Linked DNA regions of Mus musculus: region 2 is linked to region 1. Evidence: chromatin contacts called from public HiChIP or PLAC-seq data. All regions are on one chromosome and are shown on one strand. Each heading gives the region's core, a stretch centred on a gene start, on an enhancer-like site or on the middle of the called end of the contact. The rest is flanking DNA. Distances are from core to core; before and after follow the strand shown.

Region 1 (2,700 bases), core at 29-2,528:
TGATCCCCCCATATCCTCTGATTCCCATGTGGGCTGTGTTCCTAGGGAGGAAACACAGGCAATACTTTTACTTGGTAAGTGAAGAAAAGAGCCCAGCAAGTTAAATGATTTTGTGTAAGTGGTACATTTGAGATTCACACTGCATATTTTCACTGTGTTTACCTCCCCCTGTCACTTCTAGGCTGTAGGATGGCCAATCGCCTCATTCCAGTTTGTTCCTGTTTTTGGAACTTCATGACTCTCAAGCTTTCTGTGTACCTACCTTTAAAATATATTGTTTTTGTCTTTTGAGATTCTAATATAATTAAATCATTTCCTCCTTCCCCTTCCTCCCTCTAAAGCTTCTTGCTCTTTTTAAAATGAATGGCCTCTTTTTCCACTAATCATTGTTACATATATATGTGTATGTGCATATATGCCAATAGACATGCTAACGTGGGCAAGGGAAAGCCCAGGAGATTTCAACCTTACACAAAGAACCACAGGCAATTAAGGATTGCAGAGAGCAGGAGAAATAGTTTTCCCCAGGGAAGCACACAGAAATTGGTTATCTAATATGAAATGGTCAGTCCTGAAAATATACATACGAGTAACTTTATCCAGACTGTACCCACCTTTTCTTCCTTCACCTTTCTAGATCTGTTGTGCAAAACTCCTTCCAGAAGCCTTCCTCAATTGCTCCAGGCCTTGGTCCTCTCTGAATCTGAAAGGTACTGGTTGCTGCTTCATTATCTTCCATTAAAATAGTTTCCAATTGTCTAACCCGTGCTATTATTTGTCTCAGCATATACAGTTTATGCATTTCATATGGGTGGGTGCTTCATGAATCTTTGATGCTACCCAACCCAGTGCTAAGCTCTGCGTCTGAAACTTTATGCTGAGAAATGTTCATGGAGAGAGCTGATGGCATTTATCCTCCTAAGGGAATTAGCAACAATGACCCTGTTTAGCATGTCTCAATGTTTTTGGTTTCCCCCATGTTATTAGTATAAAGTCAGAAGTATCTAGCTTGGAAAATGCGTCCAGCTGCTCAGAGCAGCTGGAAGCCAAGGAGAGGTTATTTTGGGATGAGTTATTTCTTGCTTCTTAATCCCTTTCACATATTGTCTCAGATGGTACTTGATGAAGAAGGTTGTCCCCACTTCCATGAACCTGATAGGGAGAAACTGATCCAGGCAAAGACCAAGGATGGGCAGAGAAACGTGCGGAGCAAGGACACTTGGTTGTGGCAGTCAGATGTTCTAGTAAGTTGCTCTGTCTTCACTGCTGCTTCTATAAGACAGCTGTTCCCAGGGCAGATGGGGACAGCTGATGGCTGTAGAGATGGTAGCAGTTCTATGTTCCCTTTCAGCTCTCCCTGGATGCATTTGTAGCCCTACAAACAGTTTACTTATTGCATGCTAATTTTCTGTCTGGTGTCACAGTTTCAATGGGGACATAGAAAAAACATTTACATAAATAAATGAGGTCATTGCAGCTTGACAGTCGCTTGCAGGAAAATAAACTAGTAATAGCAGTGGTGGAGGAGACAAGGCGCCCGCTCTAGGCAGAGTGCTCAGAGAATACAACTAATTGGAGATCCATGTAGGTCCTGAGGAGGAATTGCTAGGCAGGTTAGGGACCAGGAAAGGCCAGTGTGGCAGAGTTTTCAAAGACACATCTGGGGTAAGGAAGGAGTTGAGTAAACACTAAAGGAGGTGAAGCTGGAGCAGAGTCAGCTAGGAGCAATTTCAATTATCCAGATGTGCTGTGCTCTGGTTTGGAGGTGGGAGAGGTAAAGAGGGGGGAGACTGATTTGGGAGCCGGAGTTGTGGACTTGAAGAAAAGTAGAGTGGCCGAGTTTATGGTTGGTGGGTTGAGGGGCAGGAAGGAAGGGAAGGAATTCAGGAAGAAAGGAAAGGAAGAAATACTGGAAACAAGCAGAGCACATGTGTGTGTGAGTTGTGTATCACGGGACAGAGGGGCATATAAATTAAGAGTTCTAATCAGAATGTATTGCTGTCAAACAGATAACAACGGCCACCAGTTTCATCCTTAGCTGTTGTATACTTATTATATATGTATTTAGTTTTTCCCTTTATTTCTCCCCCCCTTTAACATAATCTTTTCTTGATTCTTTGGGAATTTCACACCATGCACCCCAAATCCCACTTGTTTCCCAGTCCTTCCATATCTGCCCTCTACCTGTGTAACCTCTCCCCCAAAGAAAATAAAAAATAAATATTAAACAAAAGTTCTTGGTGACCCCTCTAAGCAACGATCTGCTCCTCTATCAACCACAGACTTCTCTCACACTCGTCACAGCTGTCCTGTCTCCAGTTCCACTGCACATGTACTATCCCTCTCTTCTGTTTTCCTTGCCTTGCTATCACATATTCATTCATTGTACTGGCACTAGAAAATGTGGAGTGTCATGCAGTATTTGACCAAACAGCTTTACTTGTGAATGTTCATTGCAATAAGCCATTGGCCTGGTTCAAGGCCTCTGACTTCTGCTACACAGTCAATACATGTGTTCTTATTACCCACTGCTCTGAGTGATATAGGTGCAGCAAGAAGCAAAGCAGGCAAAAATTTTCCAATTTGTGAAGTCTAAAAGATAGACAACCCAAGATGAATAGATGTGTGGTATTCTCTGGAGGGCAACAGAACCATTGACAGCAGGGAGCTCAAACGGAAACTAGAAGTTTTAGATAGAAT
Region 2 (2,757 bases), core at 214-2,713, 710 kb after region 1:
ACCTGGGCTACCAGGGATGTGAGAGGTACCAATTGAAAAGATAGTTCAGACAGCAACCTGAACCTAAAACCGTTGTCCCACCAGGACAGGTGGAAGCATAGATATTGAAGAAGGAAATCTCCCTTCTCTGGAGAGCCCTTGGGTGCACACATTTTCGATGATTCCTTTGATTCTGCAGTTTTAAGCCTTACCTGACTCGCAGCTTCCACATGCTAAGTAAGTGAAGACTGGTACTGGATTTTTGACTCCATTCCAAGTGTTGTCTTTTCCAGTCTCCCATCCCCGTCATCTAGAATCATTTCAGCTGGACAACATTTTCGCATTGACTCTTTCCTCAGCCTCTGGAGTCCAGGCTGACACCCAGCTCTGCGGCTCTCTCAGAACCCGAACCCTGATTTTTAAAGTCACCATTTGGAGCTTAGAACCCCAGCAATTTTGTGATGATCCAGAGCCACTGCAGATGTTGGTCCCCAACTACTGCAGGGCACATTGCTCTGTCACACTGTTCTACTTCAAATTCATAGCCTCTATTGTCATTAATGGTTATTGTATATATCCATGTTGTATATATTCATGTATTATGTGTATGTTTGTATGCTCATGGGCATATATAATATATACATGTATATAATATATATATACATATATATGCTGTTACGTCTTTATTACATTATGTTCTTATGTGTATGAACATTTTTAGGGCTGACCATTTGTCACTTGTCAACTAGTTGGTGTGCTCTTCCCTGGGAGCTCTATCCCTCTTACTCAAGAGATGGTTCAGTCATTAAAAGGTGGCCTCACACCCCAAAACATAAGCAGGAAAGCTTTTAAAAGGGATCTAAGACTTAGTGAACATTCATTAGTTTATATTTTTATCATTGTTCCATTTATGAAAATTAATCTTTTCTACATATTTTACACAGTCACTTCTTTCTATACACACACTCACTTTTCTGTGTTACTTAGGTTGCATAAATAACTGCTATATAATACATCGGACATATTTATTTGTTTATAAATGTGCGTGTGTGTGTGTGTGTGTGCATGTGTGTCTGTCTGTCTGTCTGTCTGTCTGTCTGTTTGTTTGTGTGTCTGTGTGTGTGTGTGTGTGTGTGTGTGTGAATGGCTGAGTCTAGCACTAGTTTCCTTGAAGCACAACTGAAAGCATTTGATTCTCCCACTGTCTCTCCCTTCCTATGACTGGATGGGGCATGTCTGGTGAGGTATCTGTCTCACCCAGCTCCTGGCACACAACTGCCTAGAGCTCTGTTTTATAGATGAAGAACATCTGTGTGTTTTTTTAAAGGTACCCCCATTTGACCCTTTAAGGATGTTCTGAACTGCTGAAGGTTTGTCCTTTGCTTTGTGACATCAACCAGTAGCTGTCATTCAGTATGCAGACAGGGGCATGAGTATGCCCTGCCCCCACCTGGTCCTGAAGAGGCTAGCATGCTTTGCCAGCAACATCCCTGATGCAATTTCCATTCTATGCTTTCAGCTGTCTGCCCTGACCACCCAGCCAGCATGAGTCCAGGCAATGGGAGCTAATTATAACATTAACTAAGACAAAACATAATTACAAAGGAAGCTATTGATAAACAACACAAATTTATGCATTCCCCAAACAGCCCCACGTTACTCAAGCAAGCATCCCTTTAGACCGCCACTTCTCCGCCATTTCTGACCACAGTGTTTCAGTGCCTGAGAGTGGAGAGTATGAAGACATACTCCCTTGGTCCTCAGGCAGGAGACCTGCCACTCAGGCTTCTGGTCACTCATGTCCCCAACTGAAGACTGGCATCCACTTCCTCCCTAGAGAAGCTGGGTGGAGATACCAGAGCCTTGAACCCAAAGGGAAGGAATCCACCAAGTAGCAGAATTGGCCCAAGGGGGAGAGGGGGGCGGGGGCAGGGGCTTTGACAGAACAGGGACAATCAGTGAAGCAGAGAAAATTGACATTGGAAGTTGTCTATTTGAAAGACAGGACAGCCTTTGCGTGCTACAGAGCTAATTATTATGCAAATTTATGCTAATAAACTCTGCCTTGAATGTTGTCGAGAAGCTGCCTTTTCCCGTTAACATAGCTGTAATGAGAGGTAAATTTGTAATGCAGATGCCCGAAGTAATATATCCTAAATCATTTTATGGTGTAAGGGGCTCTCTCACCCCACCCAGCACAATGTCAATTTAAATTAGTTTTTGCTTTACATATTTATTGAAGCTTTATTTATTGTTAATACTTACTAAGGACACAAACTAAAGAGCTCCTACTACTTGGTAGAAGTGGAACTTAATCAGAGTGGGGGTTGGCCCTCACTGGTCTGGAAGACTCTAGGGAGCCTTTTACTTTCCCTCAACTGCCACCACAGTACCACAATGGAGGGACTGGCTTTGTCCATGAATCTGCCCCCTCCTCAGAGCTTCCTATCACCTTAGCCTCCACCACCACAGAATATGTCTAGGCAAGAAGATCCTCACAAGGTGTTCGTGAGAATTAATTATATTGGTCACCTCTTTCTCTGTGTGATTTTAGCTAGACTTCCGGAGAACTGGATGCTGCTTACAACAGGGGAGAGGCTGTCAGGGGTGATGCTGTTGGTTCTCTGTGGAAGTGTGCAAACCCACTGTGTTGTGCAGTGCTGGGGCTCTCACACATAGCCTCACATCTCATTCACAGATGTCAAGGTGGGTCCAGCCTCAACTTCACATACCCAGGAACAAGTCCACATTCCCTCTGCTCACTCTAGTTCTGGGCAT

What was found. HiChIP or PLAC-seq counts read pairs in DNA pulled down with a chosen protein or histone mark.
Region 2: a contact with region 1 is called in an H3K27ac HiChIP or PLAC-seq map of oligodendrocyte precursor cells, with 11 times the contacts expected there. The contact joins two enhancer-like sites. A contact is called at or near these places in 1 of 484 Hi-C or Micro-C datasets (cerebral cortex), 3 of 115 datasets of contacts at active chromatin or transcription factors (T-cell acute lymphoblastic leukemia, embryonic stem cells and oligodendrocyte precursor cells) and 1 of 9 other capture datasets (embryonic stem cells).

What each region holds. Positions count from the first base shown.
Region 1 is chr9:27,542,338-27,545,037 of GRCm38.p6, forward strand. No RefSeq gene overlaps it. Among named protein-coding and RNA genes, the nearest start is that of Gm30791, 25 kb to the left of the region's middle. Within about 2 kb of position 1,279, at least 4 of the 459 cell types and tissues checked have an H3K27ac peak or open chromatin away from gene starts, as enhancers often do. A contact at or near this core is called in oligodendrocyte precursor cells, where this site is marked.
Region 2 is chr9:28,253,743-28,256,499 of GRCm38.p6, forward strand. The region is part of intron 1 of Opcml (opioid binding protein/cell adhesion molecule-like); the gene reads left to right. Among named protein-coding and RNA genes, the nearest start is that of Gm39313, 140 kb to the right of the region's middle. Within about 2 kb of position 1,464, at least 9 of the 459 cell types and tissues checked have an H3K27ac peak or open chromatin away from gene starts, as enhancers often do. A contact at or near this core is called in oligodendrocyte precursor cells, where this site is marked.